Regions from separate parts of the Mus musculus genome. Here all the other regions are linked to region 1. The links are chromatin contacts, called in public promoter capture Hi-C maps. All regions are on one chromosome and are shown on one strand. Each heading gives the region's core, a stretch centred on a gene start, on an enhancer-like site or on the middle of the called end of the contact. The rest is flanking DNA. Distances are from core to core; before and after follow the strand shown. Region 1 holds the start of Prr12 (proline rich 12). Region 2 holds the start of Dbp (D site albumin promoter binding protein). Region 3 holds the start of 0610005C13Rik (RIKEN cDNA 0610005C13 gene).

Region 1 (4,469 bases), core at 919-3,418:
AGATATCTTAAAGGGCAGACTTGCCCCAGCCCTCCAGGATGGGAGCCCATACCTGCAGGGTGGTGGTTGGTGGCATAGCTTTGTAGTGGGTGGGGGGCCGCATAGGCCTGGCGATGCAAGATGTCGGTTTCTGGGTGGGAAGTCCGGGAGCTGCCGTAGACCAAGCTGGGAGCAAGAGAGAGATGTCAGAGTATTCTCTCAAGCTATCCTCTGGGAAGGGGGCTAGGAGGGGCTTCTCAACTGAATGGAGGTGTTACTCCAAAGAACCCAGAGATAACACTAGGGAATCCAGTCATCCCATGGCGGGGGAGGGGGTTAAAAAATGTCATTCTGGAGCACTTAAGAGTCCCACGTTTGCAAACACGGGCATGCGAGGACACACTGGGGACGGAGAAAGTCAGGGGAAGCAAATAGTCAACGTGAAAGGTGTGGTCCTCCCTTGAAGTCCTCCCATGCCACAACAGAACGAAAGGTCCAACACTGCAAGGACGCACGGACAACCCAAGACCCGCTGAAACGACACGGACCCTGAATTAGGAAAGGAATCCAGCCAGGCCAGGAGCAGGAGGTAGCTTGTGTCCCAAATGGCAAGGGGAGAAGGTGGGGAGGGGACAGGACACAGGGAAAGTCCCAGGTACAAGTCCTGACACGAATTCGTTGCATCCCTAGGGGCTGAGGTTCAAATGCACCGGCCTAAGTGAAGCCAGATGCGTGTACAAACAGGAGTTCAATTCACCCGTGCAAAAGAAAAGGTCCCGAGTGTGAAGTCCCACTCTAAAAATTTATACACGCTGGGGAAAGCTAAGTGTGGAGGGGGAGGAGGGTGAAGGGCAGGTGAAGAGTGAGGACACAGATTAAACTACAAGAGGCAGGTTCACGGGTGAACACGCGGCTAGCCACGCGTGCACAGGGCCCACGCTCACACACACAAACACAAACGGGGAAGAGACACGACTCTGTTCCAGAAAGGGCCCAAATCCGTGGCCTTGCACCAGAGGGCAAACAGCGCGCCATCAACCAGGATTCACAGCTTTGAGCAAGGTGGGGAGCAGAAGGGGGCGTGTCCCTAATCTCAGGACCCCCCCAAACACACAGAATTCTAGTTTAAGAAGGGGGCGGGGCCCCTTGCCCACTCTGCGCGGGGAATTTCTTGGAGGGGGGAGGGACCGAGTGGCCCGGCCTCCTGCAGCCCCGGAACAATAGGACCTGGGAGGGGGTGCAGCCCCCCAGGTCTGCGAGCTGATTCTCTTTTCCTCCCACCTTTGCAGTTGCAGAGCCAGGGGCGCCCGGGGGGAGGGGTCAGCACGCCGGGAATCCAAAGATGGGGGGCAAGTCCAGGCCTTGCTTCGCCAACCCTTCCCATCTTCCCAAGGCCTTCCCGGTTCGAATTTGTTTTTGCGCCTTGCCTGCTTCGTTTCTCTCTTTTGCAAGCAGGAGCTGGCTTTGGCGGAGTTTGCAATTTGCAAACTGGGGCGGCGGCGTTGTTACAAACCCAAAGAAGGCCGCTCCCTTGCAAAAATCGGAGGGGGAGTTGGCGATGCACGCGTTGCCGAGCGGGCCCCAGGCCCAGGCCAGGCAGGAATCCCCCCACCTCTTGGCCCATTTCTCTAGGTCCCCCTCAGCTCCTTACCTAGCTTTCGCTGACCTCTCGTAACTCCATCCCGCCCCGGCGCCGAGCGGGTCCCCGAAGCCGGCGCTGGGGTAGTTCCTGTCCATGAATTGGCCGCGGTGGAAATTGGGGGGAGGGGGAGGGAGGGGGAAAGGAGGGGGAGCGCGCGCGCTCTCCTCCGCCGCCGCTCCCTCCGCTGCTTTTTTTCCTCCCTTTCTCTTTTTTTTTCTTTGCGGCCACCGAAGGCCCGGGAAGGCCCCGGGCGGGGGAGGGAGGGGGCAGGGACGGAGGGGCGGGCAAAGGAGGGGTGCAGCCGCTGAGCCAAGGAGGGGGGGTTCCCCCTGGAGGAGGGAAAGGGGGGAGGAGGGACCCCGCTGTCTCCGCCTTTGCCCCGGCGCTTGCAAGAGAGAAGGGGACGCGCGCTCCGGAGGGGGCGTCCCGGACGGCCCCGGAGTGGGTGCGGGCGCTGGGTGCTCGCTCTTTCGCCTCCGCCGCCGCCACCTCCTCCTCCTCTGCGCTCACGGTGCAGCCATCTTTGCACAAGGCGGCAGGGGGAGGGGGGAGGGGAAGGGGGGCGGGCGGCGGGGTGTCTGGCTGCGCTCCGCTTCCTCCCACAATCCCGTGCAAATGTAAAAAAAAAAAAAAAAGAGAGAGAGAGAGCGCGAGCGAGCACTAGCGGAGCCTGGGAGGCGGGGGGGGGGGGTAAGCGAGTGAGCGCGAGCGCACCAGCGGAGCCTGGGGGTGTAGGGCACAGCGCCTGTACACAGAGATTCAGTTCCACCGCGCGCAAATGCGCCCAGAAAGGGGGCTCAGTTCTTTTGCATTTTTATTTTTTTCTCATTGTTTCAATTTTTTATTTCTTCCATCCCCCCTTCCTTTCCCAAAGGGTTTTTAAGCAGAGGGCAGCTCAGATCAACTCCATTTACCCGGGTGCAACACAAGCGTGACACCCCGCTTACAGCACATTGCAAATGCGCCCCCCACCTTTATACTGGATTACAAACCGCCCATGTGCCCGACTGGGGAAATACACGAAGTCAGGCGTGTGCAAGGGCCTGGTTCCCTGCGCGTACGTGCCCCGCGGCACCAGTGGAGTGACAGCCGAGTCACGTCTGATCCGAGTTTCCTAAAAGGTCTGCCCATTCTGAGGCAGGGCCACTGCTCAGACGAAGTGTGGGGGGGGGTCACTGGAGGGCCGGGGGCACCAACTCGGCAACAGGATGGTCAGGGACGTGCGTGTATGCGTGCCCGGCGGAAACACGTGTGTCATGGTAGACCTCGGGTCCGACGACCCTGACTCCCCCACGGACACACTGAAGCCCAGTCGTCGAAGAAGCTGGCGACTTCCGGAATCCGCTATGAATCAGGGGCACAGTTCAGGGAGCCCGCGCTGCAAGCAGGTCTTCAGTGAGGCCTTCTGAGGCTATCGGGGATGGGGGTTGGGAGTGCAGAGTCAAACATCCCAGCCGCCCCCTCCACCGAGCCTACACCGACCCGCCCTTGGTGCCTCAGCCAATCCTCAATCCTGTAGGCACAAGCCCCACCTTCCTCAAAAGCTGCACTCTTGCAAGGCTGATCCACGCCCCTATAGACAATTGCGTAGGGTCCGCCCTCCCCTGCAAGCTCCGCCCTATGTAGGTTTTCCTAAGCACCAAGCCCTGCCCTTGGGGACACGCCCCTCCCACGCGTTGCCTCTCCCCCCCCCTCCCTCTGGCACCACCCAGGCAGAAGCCCCGCCTCATACCTGGAGTAAGGGGGCGGAGGTGCGTCGTGCACCCCGGAGGCTGCTAAAGCCTGCTCATAGGTGGGAAGGCCTGGGGGCAAGGGTGGAGATTGAGGCGTCTGAGGACTCAAGGGGATGATGAGCCCGGTCCTGGAAACAGAAAAAGTGTGGTTAGTATAAAACCTACATTATAGTTGGAGACAAGGGGGTCAGCGGTTAAAACACTTGCTGAACTTGCTGAGGACCCAGGTTCCAATTCCAGCACCCACATGGCTGCTCACAACCATCTGTAACTCCAGTCCTGGAGGAGCCGACACCCTCTTCTGATCTTTGACGGCACCAGGCACATAAAAGAAAACTTTAAAAGAAACGAATAAAAAGAAACCTACAGTCGGGAGGTGTTGGCACACACGCCTTTAATCCCAGCATTTGGGAGGCAGAGGCATGGGGATTTCTGAGTTCGAGGCCAGCCTGGTCTACAGAGTGAGTTCCAGGACAGCCAGGGCTACACAGAGAAACCCTGTCTCATAAAAAAACAAAACAAAAACACACAAAAAAAGAAAGAAACCTACAAGACCTTCAGAGGTGTAAGAGAGATGGCCCAGAAAAGTGCCTCAAAGGACACCCTGATGGACATGGACATGAACCTGGATGTGTACTCTCATCCACAGAAACAGGTGCCCCAGGGTAACAGAGAAACATCAGGACAGACAACAAGAACAGACAAGACCAAGCTCAGGAGGTCCACACAGACACGAACACAACACAGAAACATTTAGTCCCAAAATTTCCCAAACCCAGTCTCTACCCCCCCCCCCCCCCCCGCAAGGTCTCCTGGGCTGGCTTTAGAACTTGGAACAGTCCTTCTGCCCAGCCTCCCAAGCACTGGGACTGCATGTGTGAGCTGCATGCCCAGCTTCCAAACCCATTCTCTTAATATTGTATTTTGATATTTAAATTGCAGTTATATATTCTCTGTGTGTGCACATATCCCCACACACAAATAAAAGAGGACAACACAAGTGAGTGTGTCTCCTTTCACTATGTGGGTCCCTATGTGGTTGTCAAGTTTGGGAGCAATCTGTTTGTTTTGTTTTAATCTGGTTTTTCGAGACAGGGTTTCTCTGTGTAGACCTG
Region 2 (4,469 bases), core at 819-3,318, 650 kb after region 1:
GCTGAGGAAGGAGGGTGGGCTACAGAGTAAGTTCAAGGTCAGCCTGGGCTACTTAGCAAGAGCCAGGGTGACAACAGAAAGGGAAGAGTGGTTGGAGATGATGCAGCTTGGTCACGAGCGCCTGGTCAGAATCTCCCGGTGAGGGGCTGGGGGCCTGGTGCAGTGGTACCTGCCTAGCATGTCCGAAGCCTTACATTCAGTCTCCATACGACAACAGACATAACTAAGTCCCTGTGCATTATCTGGGACCCCCTTTTACGCTGACTTGATGTCTGCGCAGATGATGCCTACTTTCTTCAAGACCTGAGCCTGGAGCTCCTGTTCCCAGAATCCTTCGGCTTCATCACCTATCAGGGATCTCTCAGCACTCCTCCGTGCTCTGAGACTGTCACCTGGATCCTCATCGACAGGGCTCTCAATATTACCTCCCTCCAGGTGACTGACACCCCCACCCCCCCCCACCCCCGTGTGTGCATGCTACTCCTGTCCTGAGCACCACCCCGGTCCACTCACCCGTGGTTTCTCTTGAGGCAGATGCACTCCCTGAGACTCCTGAGCCAGAATCCCCCCTCCCAGATCTTCCAGAGCCTCAGTGGTAATGGCCGGCCCTTGCAGCCCCTGGCCCACAGAGCCTTGAGGGGCAACAGGGACCCCCGGCATCCCGAGAGGCGCTGCCGAGGCCCCAACTACCGCCTGCATGGTATGCTTAGTGTGTCCCCTCCTTCTCCACGTCCTGATAGTCTGCACTTATTCCCAGTGGTTGTCTCAGTGTGATACATCCCTTGTCCTTTCTCACCTCTCCATATGGAACAGCCTGCTGCAGCCCACCCCTCTTTGCAGCTTAGTCTAAGGCCTGACACCCTGTTTTCCTTGTGGTACAATTACATACTGGTCCATGCCCTCTGCCTACTGTTACTTGCCAAGATGGTACGGTCCAGGTCACCTGTTTACAAATGGTATGACCCTACTTAGAGCTGTAGTCTTTCTGCTATTCCCTTTCTGAGAATCAGCGTGGTACAATCCCTCTGTCTTTCTTACTGCCACTGTGGCTCGGCCCCGGGAAATCGGTTAGTTTCTTGTCTGGTTTCTCAACATGGTACAGCCCAGAAGACCATATCCTCTCCATGTACCTTTATGCAAACCAGCCTATTCTGCACGTCCCATGTGGCCTTCTTCCCTCCCTACATGGTCTGGTCCAGGAGCTGATCATTCCCCCAACTTGGTATATTCCATTCCCCCTTAGCAGCCTGACTAGTAGAGTCCTATGTGCTCAGCTCCCACACCCCTCAAGCCGGTGCTTCCCTTTGCAGTGGACGGTGGTCCTCACGGTCGCTGAGACTCCCCAACGAGGATTACGCCCGCCTGTTCTGAGTTTCCTCACCAGGGGAGGGGATTCACCCCAAAACAAAGCTATTAAAAGGACTGAATGTTTCCGGTTTCTCGGTGGTTTATCAGTCGCGATTGAGGAACATCTAGATATTAAAAAAAAAAAATCCTTCCCGAAGCCCACTTCTTTCTGCCTTAATCTGCTCTAATTGATGTTCTGCTTTTTTTCCTCAATGAGTCTGTGAACACTCGGCTCCTTTAAGAGGTACCCCTCTTGCCCCACACCCGCATCCGATAGCACGCGCAAAGCCATGTGCTTCCCCCTTCTTCCTGCCTCATTGGCCCGAAGTGGGTCACGGTCCCGCCTCCAGCGCCTCCTCCCATTGGCCAAATATAGGTCAGTGTCCCGCCTTCTTCCAAAAGGCGAGGCAACTACACAAGTTCAGCCCCTCACGCGCCTCCAGGGTCTTGGCATATCCCTTCATCTCATTGGCTGAGCGTCTCAAGGGCTCGAGACGTGATTGGTTCTTGCCAGAAGCCGGAGGAAGGCACGCGGCTGGGGTGCATGGCCCAAGTGGAGGGAGGGGGCCCGGAGGAGGGGCGCGCGCTCTGGCGTCCGGTGTTTTGGTTTAGATTTTTTTTTTTCCGCGAAAGAAGTTTGCTTTGGCCACGCCTCAAGGCTGCCACCTCCTCCTGCCCCCTCCTCCGCCCCTGGGTGCACACCTCTGGGTGCAGATTGCAAAGCTCCTTTCTTTGCGAGAAGTGCAAAATTGGCTAGAGCCAGAGACTCGCCCACTTGGTACAGAAGGAGCGCGCGCCTGTGTCCCTTGGGGACCCACAGTTGCAAAGAGACAGCTGCTTGATTTGGTCACCCACTCGCCCAGACTATAGGAGCCTCCCGGGACAGTCTTTGAGTTGCACCTTTCTGCAGAACTGACTGGTTGAACCCCCGCAGCGCTCTTAGGATTTGAAGCGTCCTGATCCTGGAGGCTTGCACGCCGCGCTCTCCCGACTCTGGGACACATTCGCCCGAACCACTGGAGTGTGCGGGTGACTGACATATCATCTCATCTCTTCGACTCTCCATGAGCTCATGAACCTGGGAGCAGGTCCACGGCAATGGCGCGGCCTCTGAGCGACAGGACCCCGGGCCCCCTGCTGCTGGGTGGCCCGGCTGGGGCCCCCCCTGGCGGGGGAGCGCTGCTTGGGCTGAGGAGCCTTCTGCAGGGAAACAGCAAGCCCAAAGAACCGGCCAGCTGTGAGTTCTAGTCCCACTGTGTTAGGGACTCAACTGTTGGGGTGGTGGTCCACGGCACCTATCAGCTAGGTGTCCCATCTTTGCTAGTCTTCATTAGGTCACTTAGGTCTTCCAGTCCATCAGCCTCCAGGACCAAATCTGACGCCTGGAGGGCCTAAGGGTCAAGTCCCTGGAGTGTTCCTACTTGAGGACAGAGTTTAGGTGCCAGACCCCTCTTTCTTTCCTTTGGCCTCAGAGTCTGGACCCCTGGAGTCCTAGGGGAAGGGAGGGGGTGTGTCGGATGCTCACACGGTGCAGACACGGGCTTGGGCGGGGCCTCGCAGGGTCACATGGAAACTAGGGATGAGGAATGTGCCTGAGCAGTGGAGCCCCTTCCAGCCCCAACAGACTGTGGGGGAGGGGATGAGGGTGCTGGGGGTGGGAGAATTACTGAGCTGTCACTTTTTCTTTCTCACCTGCCCAACCTTTCACCCACCCTGTCACTAAACCCTTCTTTCTAAACTTCCATCCTCGTTCTCTGGGTCGCTTGTGCTTGTGTTTCTTAATCCCCTCCCGGGCCCCTAACCCTATCCTTCTGTATACTTTTGCCTTTTCCCCCTCTCCGGGTCCCCGTCTCCCTGACCCTCTATTGCTGGGGCCTTGTTCTCTTTTCTCTCTGGGTCTCCCCAAGCCCCGTCTTTATCCCTCTCTTCTTTTTCTGGGTTCTCTCCCTGCCTGTACCCACCTCCCTGGGTCTTTGCCCTACGGCTCCCGTCTCCTCACTTCTCTGTATCTCCGCCATATCTCTAACTTGGGGTCCCTCCTGTGTCCCTCCACCCCATCCGGTCTCTCCCTGGCCTACAGGTCTCCTGAAGGAAAAGGAGCGCAAGGCAACTCTGCCCTCAGCCCCCGTCCCGGGACCCGGCCTGGAAACGGCGGGCCCAGCCGATGCCCCGAGTGGGGCCGTTAGTGGCGGTGGGTCCCCTCGGGGGCGCTCAGGGCCTGTGGCTGGCCCGAGTCTTTTTGCGCCGCTGCTGTGGGAACGCACTTTGCCTTTCGGGGACGTGGAATACGTGGACCTGGACGCCTTCTTGCTGGAGCACGGGCTACCGCCGAGCCCGCCGCCCCCCGGGGGCCTGTCGCCGGCACCCTCTCCAGCGCGCACTCCCGCGCCCTCCCCCGGGCCCGGCTCTTGCAGCTCCTCTTCCCCCCGCTCCTCGCCCGGGCACGCCCCCGCGCGGGCCACTCTGGGAGCCGCCGGCGGCCACCGCGCAGGTGCGGCGAAGGGGCGGGGCTGTCGGGCAGGGCGGGGCCTCGCGACACTTTTGGAAGTCTGCCCAATGAGATGCTGCGATCCTTTAGGGGACTTGGGTCCCCAAATGCGAAAGGATTATTCACTGAGAGGCAGTATTCTTCTCTAAGACAAGTTTCCTCATGTTCTTGGAGCCAAGACTAGAAACTTAGAACACCTTAGTTAACTGGAGAGTACTATCTCCAGAGTCTGGGTCCAGAATTTTGGGAAACGAGATGGGACTGGACTTCAAGGACACCAAAAATGGGAGCGAGCAGGCCAGAGCGGGGTACTACGTTCCCGGATCCTACACACGCACACACCCCATTCCCCAAGTGGATGGTGTTGCATCCTGCCTCCCAGTCTTGCAGAAGAGAATATCGGGATCCCTCTTCTGGCTTCTACAGAGGAGCTTTCCCATGTCCCTGTGTTGGGGACCTAGGATCTCAGAACTGTGGGAATCTGGATGGCAAAGAGCTTGGCAGGCCGGTTCTCCCACGATCCTCCCCCATAGCGCGGGATGGGTGGGTAGAATCATTGTAGATGTTGGAGCTGAGACCAAAAGGAACAAGAAGGGAGGCGACCCCAATCAAGACAAGGAGTCTCGATGTGGGA
Region 3 (4,469 bases), core at 1,057-3,556, 520 kb after region 1:
ACAGGGTCTCATAATGTAGGCCAGGCAGGCCTTGAACTCAGAGATCTGCATGTCCCTGCCTCCTGAGTGCTAGGATTAAAGGTGTGTGCCACCACCCTTGTCCCTCATTCCTCATTTCATCATCATCATCTTATGACAAGGTCTTATAGGTCAGACTGGCCTTAAACTTGCTACATAGACAAGGATGGCCTTGGAGTCCTGATTCTTCTTCCTTTATCTCCCAAGTGCTGGGATTGCAGGGTTTCTGTGCTGCTGGGGAAGAAATAAACCCAGGGAGTCCTGCATGCTAGGCAAGCATCCTGCAACTGAGTACAACCCCAGCTCCATCTTTTCTCTCCAGCAGCTCAGTATCTCTTTTCTGCATTGTTCAGTTTTTTTGGCTAACTCTACTAAAAAGTAAAAAAAAAAAATGTATTCTTGGTTTCCTCTGCTCTCCTGCCTTCGTGCTGGCTGCTCTACCCGGGGCAGTTGTCTCGTCCCCACACTGTGTCTGATGCAAGGTGGCAGTGTTAGGCAAGCTTCATGTCACCACACAGAGACAATGAGGGGTCATCACTCTTAGATCACCCCAGAAGCCCTTGGGTGCCACACCATTAAACCCGCATTTCATCTGAGGGCTGGGAGCTATGGACATCGTTGGTGAAGTGCTTGCCAGCAAACCTGGAGGCCCGAGTCTGATCCCTGTAACCCACTTGGTGACTAGACTGGTTCTGTCATGTTTGCTTGTTGTTGTTTTGCTTTTTTGCTTTTTTTTTTTTGCTTTTTTTTTTTTAAGACAGGGTTTCTCTGTGTCACCCTGGCTGTCCCGGGACTCACTCTCTAGACCAGACTGGCCTCAGACTCAGAGACTCATCTGCCTCTGCCTCTTGAGAACTGGGATTAAAGGTGTGCACCACCCCTGCCCATTGTGACTCAGCCCTAAATACCATTGTTTGGTGAGCTGGAGACTGTAGAGAGCTGAGCCAACCTGGCAAGCTCCAGGACCTGATCAGAGTCCCTGCCTCAAGACAGGATGGGCTGGAGCTACGGTCACATACATTTAACTAGGGAGGCAGAGACAGAAGGCTCTCTGAGATCAAGGCCGTTGGCTTTGTCTACACAGTGAGTTGCAGTATAGCCAGGGCTACATAGTAAGACCCTGTCTCAGAACAAACAAACAAACAAACAAAAAAAAAACGGGTGGAAGTCACCCGAGGAATGACATCTGAGTTTGACCTCCACAGACACGCACAGATGCACATACATGCCGTCACGTGGTGTGTGCACATGTCAACACACGTAGAGAGATCTTATCTGAGCCAGGTGTGGTGGCACACGTGCCTGTCACTCTCTCTGGTGCAGGCTCTGAGGCAGGAAGATCCTAACTTCACGCACTGGGCTATAGAGTGTGTTTGAGGTCAGTGGGCAACTTAGACCCTGTCTTAAGCCCTCTCCCCTCCAAAAAAGGAAGGAAGGAAGGAAGGAAGGAAGGAAGGAAGGAAGGAAGGAAGGAAACAAACCCATGTCCTGGCCCAGACTTATCCATACGACATTTGAGACTCACCCATTGATCAGTGACCTCTGCAAGCCTCTCCATCTCACTGGCCTCTAGCAGCGGGAACAGGCTGTTATCCTGTCTTCCTCAAACTAAGGACTCAGCTGCCTCTCCATGGTCTGCAGAGAAAAGCATGACACCAAAATACCAGGACACGTCCCCCCTCCCCCCCTGTGCACAACCAGCCCTGAATTCCATGCTCACCTTGGGGAAGGTCAGCAGGGATGTGTGCCTTGAGCATTTTCAATGGCTGGCACGAGACTGCCCTTCAGCCGCTGACTGTGTAGAGCACAGTAGTCACTGCCCAGGTTGAGGGTATTCCAGCTGTGGCTGGGTCGGTTGTAGCAGCGGCAGCAACCAGCTGACTGATACTCCTAAAGAGTAATAAGCCTTAGGGCTCCTGTCTGAGGGAAGCGTGTTGGAGTGTTGTAGTTGTGGTTCTGAGGGAAGAAGGTTAAGGAGGACCTCTGGGTCTGAGGGAGGAAGGTTAGGGAGGACCTCTGGGTCGGAGGGAGGAGGTCTGGAGCTCTGGGTTTGATAGAGAAGTTCATGGGCCATTACTCCTGAGTCTGAGGGAGGAGGGTCAAGGAGCCCGGTTCCCAGGGTCTGAGGGAGGAGATCTGAGGTCTGGGCTGATGAATTCTAGGAGAAACAGGACCTATTCTTTTCTAACTCTTGTCAGTTTTTGTGCCCCCTCACCCCAAGCCAGGAGTGTTCCCTTACCTGCTCGCTGTCCCTGGTCGTTGTCCCGTCTAAGCTGTCTACAAGCTGCGGCCAAAGTTCTCTAGTAGGGAGGCACGCCTCTGTCGACTTTGCCCTGCATGGTGGATGGTGGAGGGGCTGGAGCTGACTTTAGTTTTCTAGGGATAGGCATCCCGGTGGGGACTTGGGCAGAGCACAGGCTGTCTAGAATGCACTGAGACTGTGACAGAGCCAACCTCAGGGGCCTCCCAAGCCAGACAGGTGCCAGGACCTCTGCTCTTTCTGGCTCTTGCCCTGGTCACATTTATTTCTCTCTCCACCCTAGGTCTGGGCCCGAAAGCTTCTGCCTGTTCCCTGGCTTCTATGTGGGTCCAAAAGATGTGTGTCCTCCATATTCAAGGTAAAAGGAGAACCCTGGGTCTAAGGGAAAAGCCCGGTGTGTGCCCCCGTGTTTGAGGGAGGACAGGATCTATCTGCATGTAGGCATCTCTCAGAGGTCGTCTAGCTGTCTGCTCCTGGGTGCTGTGAAGAGCTAACACTGTATTTCTTGGGTACCTGCTTCTTTTTTTGGGCCCCATGGAAGCTGTAGTCTCTCAGGTTGGCGACGTCAGGCCCCTGAGGTGCTGTTTTTTTGTTTTGTTTTGTTTTGTTTTGTTTTGTTTCTTGTTGTTTTGTTTTATTTCTTTCTCTCAGGCTGCAGACCTCCAGATTCAGATGACCAAAGAACCACAGAAGAAGCCAGCCCCTAGCCAGGCACTGCTGTTTGGGAAGACCTTCACAGACCACATGCTGATGGTGGAGTGGAATAACAAGGCTGGATGGGGCCCACCAAGGATCCAGCCCTTCCAGAACCTCACGCTACACCCAGCCTGCTCTGGTCTGCACTACTCTCTGCAGGTAGGACTAGCTGCTTCCGTCCCCACCCTGCTGCGTGAGTCCACTCTGCTTTTTCCTGACTGGGTTCAGCCGTCTGGGTGCTTCGCACATTTCTTCCTCTGTCATCTCTTCCTGAGATCACCTGTGTTCTGGGACACAGAGGAGGTGACAGTCAGTTCCTGCTTTGTTGGGACTCTGCTCTGAAAGAGAGTGGGGTTCTCCCAGCAAAGATTAGAAACATAGAGGGGGCATCTTACACCGATAGGAGAGCTAGTTCAGCAGACCTGTGGGGTCTCAGTGTGGCAGAGGATGGCTTAGGATGACAACAGGGCCACAGAGGAGATGAGAAGTCTGAACAGGAACAGGCCAGCCTGGATACAGTCAGAGCTCTCTCAGGCCCCGTGGGAGGTGATGCAATTACAACACTCAGGAGGTTGAGGCAGGAGGACTGCACAGTTTTGAGTCTAGCCAGGACTCCAGAGTGAGACCTTTAGCTGGAGTCTTAGGGCCTAGCAATGATTTTCCTGTGACAATCCTTAGGGAGTCTTGTCGTCTTCATTGCTGCAGCATGACATGACATTCCTTCTGACAGTTGTAACCATGAACCCTTCCACACCTACCCTAGCTCCCAAATAATGACACGGAGGCTTATATTTACGGTGCTTTTGGTTTTAGCTTAGGTTTACTCCACAACTAGCTCTTAACCTAACCCGTTTCTACTGTTTGGTTTGCCACGTGGCTGGGTAGTTACTCTCCTCAGTTTCATCTGTCTGGCTTCCTCTGAGTTTGGACGGCAAATCTCCCGTCTTTCTCTTTCCCAGAGTCCTCTCTTTTTCCGGAAGTTCCATCTTACTATTCTGCCTTAGCATGTTTTATTTTAACCAATCAGAAGGTGCCTTAGGCAGGCGAGGTAGGACAGAGACACATCTTCACACAGTGTGCAAAAATCATCACTCCATCTCCCCACTTTAGTCCAATAAAGGGCTCTTTCTCTAACATCAGTAAGCTACATACAACAAGAACAATCATGAAAACTATCAGATGAAAATTACATCCATAGGGTCCAGTCATATTCATTTGGAAACCTTAGAGAAGGTACTATACTATCTATCCTACCTTTTTTTTTTTTTTAAAGACAGTTTTTCTGTGTAGCCTTGGCTGTCCTGGAACTCACTCTATAGACCAGGCTGGCCTCGAACTCAGAAGTCCACCTGCCTTTGTCTCCCAAGTGCTGGGACTAAAGGCGTGTGCCACCACGCCCAGTGCCGCAGACCCTCTTGGGTCCCTCGTCTGCCTAGGACGGGTCTCTAGTTGCAGATGGTCAAGGAGTCGACAAATGACAGACATATGCACACAG

The links. Promoter capture Hi-C pulls out the DNA fragments that hold promoters and counts their contacts. Capture Hi-C pulls out chosen DNA fragments and counts their contacts.
Region 2: a contact with region 1 is called in a promoter capture Hi-C map of liver, with 4 times the contacts expected there. The contact joins the promoter of Dbp here to the promoter of Prr12 in region 1. A contact is called at or near these places in 10 of 39 promoter capture datasets (the HPC-7 cell line, cranial neural crest, embryonic stem cells and 5 more), 7 of 484 Hi-C or Micro-C datasets (CD4 T cells, CD8 T cells, embryonic stem cells and 2 more), 8 of 115 datasets of contacts at active chromatin or transcription factors (astrocytes, bone marrow-derived macrophages, embryonic forebrain and 4 more) and 3 of 9 other capture datasets (adipose tissue, liver and pancreatic islet).
Region 3: a promoter capture Hi-C map of liver shows a contact between it and region 1. The contact joins the promoter of 0610005C13Rik here to the promoter of Prr12 in region 1. A contact is called at or near these places in 3 of 39 promoter capture datasets (cranial neural crest, liver and pre-B cells), 1 of 484 Hi-C or Micro-C datasets (embryonic stem cells), 2 of 115 datasets of contacts at active chromatin or transcription factors (astrocytes and pancreatic cancer cells) and 3 of 9 other capture datasets (adipose tissue, liver and pancreatic islet).

The regions. Positions count from the first base shown.
Region 1 is chr7:45,051,166-45,055,634 of GRCm38.p6, forward strand. Prr12 (proline rich 12) reads right to left here and starts at 2,169. Exons shown (of 14, transcript NM_175022.3): 1 at 1,631-2,169; 2 at 53-165. The coding sequence starts at 1,716. Prrg2 (proline-rich Gla (G-carboxyglutamic acid) polypeptide 2) reads right to left here. Exons shown (of 7, transcript NM_022999.1): 6 at 3,354-3,482; 7 at 2,439-3,032. The coding sequence ends at 3,014.
Region 2 is chr7:45,703,179-45,707,647 of GRCm38.p6, forward strand. It overlaps Dbp (D site albumin promoter binding protein), which reads left to right and starts at 2,069. Exons shown (of 4, transcript NM_016974.3): 1 at 2,069-2,584; 2 at 3,428-3,838. The coding sequence starts at 2,446. Car11 (carbonic anhydrase 11) reads left to right here. Exons shown (of 9, transcript NM_009800.4): 7 at 281-435; 8 at 535-700; 9 at 1,311-1,493. The coding sequence ends at 1,336.
Region 3 is chr7:45,572,870-45,577,338 of GRCm38.p6, forward strand. It overlaps 0610005C13Rik (RIKEN cDNA 0610005C13 gene), which reads right to left and starts at 2,307. Exons shown (of 5, transcript NR_038166.1): 1 at 2,258-2,307; 2 at 1,739-1,908; 3 at 1,544-1,653. It overlaps Bcat2 (branched chain aminotransferase 2, mitochondrial), which reads left to right. Exons shown (of 11, transcript NM_009737.3): 2 at 2,562-2,636; 3 at 2,930-3,133.